Linked DNA regions of Gossypium arboreum: region 2 is linked to region 1. Evidence: chromatin contacts called from public Hi-C data. All regions are on one chromosome and are shown on one strand. The core of a region is the stretch at or near the end of the contact, and the rest is flanking DNA. Distances in the headings are between cores, read along the strand shown. Region 1 overlaps LOC128285594 (a long non-coding RNA gene). Region 2 overlaps LOC108480871 (chaperone protein dnaJ C76, chloroplastic).

Region 1 (3,837 bases), core at 637-3,136:
GGATAATTACATATTCGACCTAAAGAGATATATTAAGTTAATCATAATTTAAACAAGTATTCATATTTATGTTATTAAAATATTAATATCTTTTGTTAGAAAATATTTATTATTTATAAATTGAAGTATATATTTATTATTGAAATAATTTTTAATATTAAATACTTTATTAAAATAATAAATAATATTAATATTTTATTATATTATTGAATAATAATAATTAAATGAATATAATTGTTTAATATTAAAAATTATAATATTTGATATCAATATTTTAATATTTTAAAAATAAAAAGGTTATTAATATAATAATATTAGATTTTATTCAAATTAATTTTATATGAACCAAAAGAAAAGTTGATCTTTCTTTATCAAACTATTTCTCATAAAAAATTAAAAATATTTTCCATAAGTTATTTTTTAAAACAATCACACCTTAAAATGCTCGATATTTGCAAATTTGGGATGATAATAGTCCATAATCTTAGCATTTTTCAGGTTGACTTTTCACTCGTATGAATTTGTTCTGTCAAAGGAATAATAACATTATTTTAATTATATTAATACCACCGTCTTGAAATAAGTATTTATAATTTTGAAAATTTAAAATTTAAAATTTAAAACTTTAGTATTTGTATTTGTATTTTTATTTTTAAAATTTATTTTTATTTTAAAATTTTAAAACTCAATTTCAATTATTAATCATATTAAAATTATTTTATTAAAATTGTGTTCATTATAGTATCATTTTTATTTATTAAGTTACTAAATAAATATTTTTATTTAAAATATCATACTAATAAATTTAATAAAATATTTTAATAATATTAACAATTATAAAACTTAAAAATATAAAATATAAAAATAAAAATATAAAACTGAATTTCAAATTTCACATCTCCGTTCCTCATTAATATATATCTACACATATTAAAAAGCAAATTAGAGAAGTGAATTAAAGGAATATCAGACATTTTTTTACCAAATTTATAAAATCAAACTTCTTAATTTTATATTGTATTTTACTATATTTTAAAAAATTGAGAGCCATATATAATTCTTTTTTAAAAGGAATATAAAATATTTAAAAATGTTGCAAAAAAAACACCAAATTAAGAGGAGCAGGCCCACCAACCTCTTGTCTTCATCTCAACTACCTTTCTCTATAATTTCCTTTTGGTACAATTATGTCAAATAATGGTTGAATTAAAAATAATAATATTTCCTTTACAAGTAGAAAATGACAATATGAAACTTAATTATCATAACGGATTGAACGTATAATGTCGTGAACAAGTAGAAAATGACAATAGTGAACTTGATTTTTCATAATAAAAAATAATGGAAGTTGCACAATATAATGTTGTAAAGATGGAAACAAGTTGTACTAATGAAGTTAAGTTGTCGGCGCTTTGACAGAACTCAATGGGAAACAATTCAAGAAAGAAAAGATTCCTTTTACCATAAGGAGGGCATCAATGACGTGTTGTGATAATGCCTTCCCCCCCTCCCCCCCTCTTCGTTTTTAATTATTATCTCCATTAGTGCATCCTCTTTCCACCACATCAAGACACTTTCTCTCAACTTGAAAGGTTAAAATTCCCATTAATTAATTCCGCTCACTCCGCATCCGCATAATTTTTGGTTAATTATAACCACACCTCAAATAAAATAAAATAGTAATTATTGTTTTTTCATATTATTTGGTGGAAATAGAATAAAGAAGCAATAAATATTTTATAATTTGGTTGGTTGATGCAAGAGGGATTTTGGATTTGATTTAATGTGCACCATAATTCTTGAACCATGTTGAGATGTTGAATGTTCGACACAATTGCTAGCTCAAATTGAATAAAGACTTTCAACTTAGCATAAAAGAGAATGGGTTTTGATGCCTATTCTTGGGCCTATAGAGTCTCTTTGGCCATGAGAGCCTATTGTTAGGTCAATGACCACTAGTTGGGTATGGAAGTTCACTTCTTGAGCGTAAAAGCCACCCTTAAGGAAAGGTTCTAAAAGGAACGGGTGTAGGTGAACAACGCCACAATTAAAAGCATACACCTCTTCTTTTGCCCACTGAGAGAAAGGCATGTGACCAACAACTTGCACTAATTAACAAGTTCCTTAGCCACAAGCAACAAAACATATAAGAAGGTCTCCCTCCTTTAACATAACAACACATCCTTCAACAACACATTTCACTCTTAAGAGCATATCTCTCTAGAAATCTCTCTCTCCCTCTACGATTCTAAGCCATTATCAACAAAAGCCATTATTTAAGGCTAAAACATCGTCTGAAGGCATCCTACCTTGTCACATTTGCAACATAAGCATATCATTCTCACATACGTAGCTTATTCACTTGTTTTTATTTTATTTTATTATCTTTATCCAATAGTTGGCTTAACTATTGAAATGCATCTTGGAGGATAACCTTACGTGCCCTTTCATATTGTCTCCTTAATGAAGGTGCTTAAGGGACATTTGCCATAAGACGACTATGAAGGAAAACCATCCTCTTCATCCTTGATGTTGCCACTCGTCTAGGACTTCCTCCACAAGTGTTGGTCACTCATTCACAACATCTTTGACATCGTCACTCATCCAAGGTCCTCTTCACTAAAGATCACACGTTGACAATGTTAATCGTCTTAGACTTTCACCGCAAGAAAATGCGATCGTTCGACCAAGATCATATTGCAAGAAGAAAGTTATCATTATAGCAGACGTGATTCATTCTTCACCTCTGTTGAAGGCATTCACATGTCTTCATCATCTTTTGCCTCACCACAGACTCACATCACCTATGAACCCACATCATTGTAGACTACAGAACTTTCTCAGTCTCGATAGTTAGCTCTCGGTCTTCCGGTCGAAAAGCAACGTCGATGAAGACGTGTGGGTGCGCTATTTCGTGGTGAGGATTGTAACTTTCCATAAATTTTCCATCCATAACATTTGGTGTTCTCATTAAAAGGAGTCAACAAGCATGTCTCTTAAGAGCGTGATGTGTCTCACTTGACTAACTAAAAAAATAAAAATAAAGGCAAGTGCACCTATGGATAAATAGTATAGCTAAGGTGAGTAGAGATATCGTATCCATGAGGACTAAAAGTATTAGTAATTATCGTTGTATTATTTAGTCGATAATTTGGAGTGATAGGTTTTAAACAAAAATTAGTAAACTAATTTAACTAAGAATTCAACAGAAAATAAATCAGAAAAATAACTGAATGACAACCAATGAGAGAAACAATACCCAAGAAAGTATCCACCTAGACTTCATCTATTATTATGAATCTGAAATAAACAATTTATTCACTTGGTAACTTGATCCATAGAATTTCCTAAATTATGATAACATCTCTTTTGAGAGTAAGAGCAACTGATTCTAGGTTAATTAATTGAAAATCTTTCTAATTAAAACCCCTATTATCGCATTAACTCAATCTATGAATTCTCTTATTAGATTTGACTCTAATCCGGTAGATTTATGTCATTCTATTTCTAGAATTACATATGTGACAGCCCTAAAGTGACCCTAGTCGGAAAGCGGTTTCGGGACCACTAAACCGAGTCACCAAATTATTTGAATATGATATTTAATGTCTAAAATATATGATTATGAATGTGTGAAAGTTTTAAGCTTCAATTTAGTAAATTGCATGTGAATTTAGTCAATAGGACTTATGTGAGAAAATTTTGAAATGTGATAGGTCAAAACATAAGGATCTATTAGTGCATGAAATAAAAAGGGGGGACTTGCATGTTAATTTCCCCCCCTAATTAGTAGTGGCTGGCCATGACAAGTATGGTGGACCAAGTGTGATGGGCAAA
Region 2 (3,797 bases), core at 647-3,146, 200 kb after region 1:
CTACTGTTTTACTCTTGGATTTGGTGTTTTCTCATAGAGCTTGAAAAAGTAAGAAATTGTCGCTCAATATACTGCTGAAGCAGAATTTGTTGCTGCAACAGCCACTATTAATCAAGCTTTGGGGCTGAGAAAGATATTAAGTGATCTTAACTTGGAGCAGGAGAGCACAAAGATTTTAGTTGATAACCAAGTTGCCATTGCAATTTCTCACAATCCAGTGTTTCATGGGAAGACTAAGCATTCAAATATTAAACTTTTTTTCTTCAGGGAAGTACGGAAAGAAGGTAATGTTATGCTAATTCATTGCAGAACAGAGGAGCAGGTTGTAGATGTCTTCACCAAGCCTCTGCCAGTAAGCAAATTTAAAGTTCTGAAGACAACACTTGGTGTTTGCAATTCCTAAAGCAAGGATGAGTGTTAGATGACGTGTTTAGGGCTGCTAATGTGGATTTTAAAGTTGTCTGGTTGTGTTTCGAGTAGTTGATATTTTTCAGGCATTTTATTTATGTTATGTTCATGGCTTAAGCTTAGGATCATGTTGTTAGTGGGTTGTTTTTTATTTAAATTGCAAAAAGTTGATGAACAAAGTAGTACTCCAGTTTTTCTCCTTTCATAATCTTTTTTTTCTGAAAAAAATACTAACGCATTCAATGCCGCAGTCACCCGATGAGCAGTTTGTTGCGGTGTCTCATGTTATTGTCTCTGATATCAATATTGGATATGAGGACATTGTTAACACTCAGGCCTTTGCTCACATTTGGAAGTTCGATTTCTCTCTTTTCATGGTTTTGACCATTGCCATACTACACGATGGAACCATTATATCATTTCCAAAGACAGGGTTAAGCCATCTCCTATGCCCGACTCATGGAAGCTCAAAGAGATATTTGCCACCGACATTGTCCTCGATACCTACCTTGCTTTCATGATTGTTGCTTTCATCTGGGTTGCTAACTATTCCGACTTCTTTTCGGACAAGCCTGGGGTCAAAAGACGCCACTGGGGAGCCATTCCAGCGGCTGCGTAGCCATTTCCTCACTTCGATCCTTGAGGACAAGGATCTTTTCTAGGAGGGAGTAATTGTTATGGGAGGAATTGGAAGTCTAGTTTCTGTCAATTTCTGCTGCTATAATTAACTGTAAAGGGTGGGCAGATTAGTTAGTCAAAACGGAGCATTTTGATCTTAAGTTAAACGGTGAGAATTGAATTAAATTAAACGGTGCGTTTGGGTCTACATATCAGCTGTTGTAAATACCTAGGCGTTTCTCAAATCCCTTAGGCTGTTAAAAGGGGAGAATGGTTATGCACAATGCTTATGCATTTTTGATGAATTAAATCTGTTTCGTCTTCCTTCTTCCTTTCTCCTCCTCCTTGCTATGCTGTCTCTCTATTTCTTCTATTTTCTTCTGAATTCTCTGCTTCCATTTCTGTCCTTTCTTTTTCTGCTTTTCTTCTGGCTTTCTATTTTGTTCCATAACAGTGTGTTTCCAATTTGTTCTAAATGAATCCTTACGTGATCGGTGATTCAGTGATCTCTCTCTCTTTAATTTTATAAATTTCAATTGAAAAAGAATCTGCAAAATTAATATATATGTAATAAAATTAGAAATATCAGAACAAAGTGCAAGCTTACAAATCGTACTATACACCGCATTATTTTCCTATTTATTAGTTTCTTAGTAATGTGATTCAATAATGTTTATATACATAGTTGATGGATTATTGTTATTGTACATGTTGAGACATATTGAATGGAAACCACCTCCTGCATTGATTCATGCAAAGTAAATAAATTAATTGTGTTTGCTGGAGTTTGAGAGTGGATCTGGTAGTTTAACGGTGGGAGCCTTATCCACACCCCTCCTTGAATATTCCCTCCATCTTCTCGCAGCTGCGGCAGCCCTTTTTGCTCTCTCTTTGACTTCCTCCTCTGCAATAACATTTCACCTTCAATTAGATCTTTAGCCCTAAGCAGAGTTCCAACATATCATATATTATGTTACCTGAACTCTTATATTCATTTTCTTAAAAGGTAAGTATTTGATACTTATTTGGACATAACTATCGGATATGATCTTCAAGAATATAAAATAACAAAGAAAATTGAGTATACTTGCATATTAATATTCGATACTCACCTAAAATCTAGATAAAATAATGGCAACTAAGATTGAATGTAAATAATCTGGATAAGGTATTGGTACAATCTTTATTGGTTTGGAGAACCGTTTAAAGGGAATTGAAAATCTATGTTATTCGAACACCTCATTTTTTTTTCTTTTAAAGTGTTTTCATGTTCAACCTTCATGCTCTACAAATATTTGATCTCCAAAAAAAAAAAAAAAAAAGCCTTTAAAAGATTTTAAGAACCTATGTCAAACATACTATTTATTTGTGACATCATTTCCGTGTCCATAACCAAGCAAACATGAAATGCCGTCTCATATTTACCTCCTTAGAGTTTAATTTAGTAACCCCCATACTTTCTATAATCCTATACGCTTCCAAGGCAATGGCCTTTTATTTGGTCTAAAGTAACAACACATTGATAGGATATATATACATAAAAAAATAAATCTTAAGTTAAAGCCACTGGAAAAGAAAAAAGCTTGGTCTTACTCTTACGGAAGGGAGGGATGTTCTTTTGTTGCAGCTAAAGGCAACTAATGCTTATGAGAAAAGACAGGAAAAAACAACACATTTGCAATTATCAAAATCCTCAATACCTGATTTCTTGTATTGTTTTGGCTTGCCCCAAAGGTTGGTCCAGTATGAGTCCGTTTTATCAGCATCTTTCTGCTGCATCATCCTTACTTTAGCTTGTTCCTGATAAAAGTAGAATAAGAAAGAAAAGTTTAACTCCCTGTGTTTTTAGACTTACATTCGCAAATGACTTTATACATATAGCATCTGCACTGCAGCAGAGTCTTTTAAAGAAGGCCCTTCCCTCTAACAAGTGCAGCAACTACTAAATATATTTAGTCATCTAATATGGAAGTATTTATGAAATGCTCATTCAAGTATTTGAGGTTTTGTTGAGTGTTCTTCAAGTGGTTTAACAGCACCAGCGAAAGGAGATGAGCTCTAAATCATTATACATTACCTAGACTCAGAAAGGAATACAGGCTAGGTATGGGTATCTTTAGTTTTTTATGTGTTTTCATATATTTGGAATTTCACATGCCATATTTTTTGAAGAAAGATGTCAAATATAAATACTTCAAGAAAAATGAGAAGTCCAAGTAAAATAGCTTGGTGACGTTGAACATACAAGTACTAAGTAAAAATATAGAAATAGATTTTGGCGAGGGATTAGAAATATTTTCCGGCAAAGCCTTTTGGTTGATTTGTAAGGATCCAATTACATGATCAATTGTGATCATATTGGATTTACTAGGTTGTTTAAGTTTTCTCGGAAAGTAGATTAGACCGAAATCATCCCTTGATTCTTGGATCCCATCGCCTATAATTAAGGGATTAGTTGCCTAATTTGCTGAGTTTTATTTTCTATAAGTTTGTACCTCTACAGAAGAACAAAATACAACATTTTTAATACCAAAACTGAGAAGAAATCAGATCCAAAAATTTATTCTTGAGTTGTTCATGGCTAAGACGATATTTACTGGGCAAGAACTCCCAGCAGCTTCAATAGAAGCAGAAAGTTTTGCTAGGGAAAATCAGGTCAACACAACCATGAACCAAGGTGATGATTACTCTCAAATTTCCTTCCAGCTCAATTCTCATAGGCTAAATGGATAGTCATCTAGAATGGGCACAATCTGTGTGGCTGGTGATCA

What was found. Hi-C and Micro-C count contacts between places; a contact is called where the count stands out from the background.
Region 2: a contact with region 1 is called in a Hi-C map of leaf, with 2.4 times the contacts expected there. The contact joins two enhancer-like sites. A contact is called at or near these places in 3 of 5 Hi-C or Micro-C datasets (all in leaf).

The regions. Positions count from the first base shown.
Region 1 is chr12:71,170,640-71,174,476 of ASM2569848v2, forward strand. The region is part of intron 1 of LOC128285594 (a long non-coding RNA gene); the gene reads left to right. Among protein-coding and RNA genes, the nearest start is that of LOC128285594, 3.7 kb to the left of the region's middle. Within about 2 kb of position 1,887, at least 2 of the 2 cell types and tissues checked have an H3K27ac peak or open chromatin away from gene starts, as enhancers often do. A contact at or near this core is called in leaf, where this site is marked.
Region 2 is chr12:71,372,930-71,376,726 of ASM2569848v2, forward strand. It overlaps LOC108480871 (chaperone protein dnaJ C76, chloroplastic), which reads right to left. Exons shown (of 9, transcript XM_017784000.2): 8 at 2,727-2,826; 9 at 1,654-1,930. The coding sequence ends at 1,794. Among protein-coding and RNA genes, the nearest start is that of LOC108480871, 7.6 kb to the right of the region's middle. Within about 2 kb of position 1,897, at least 2 of the 2 cell types and tissues checked have an H3K27ac peak or open chromatin away from gene starts, as enhancers often do. A contact at or near this core is called in leaf, where this site is marked.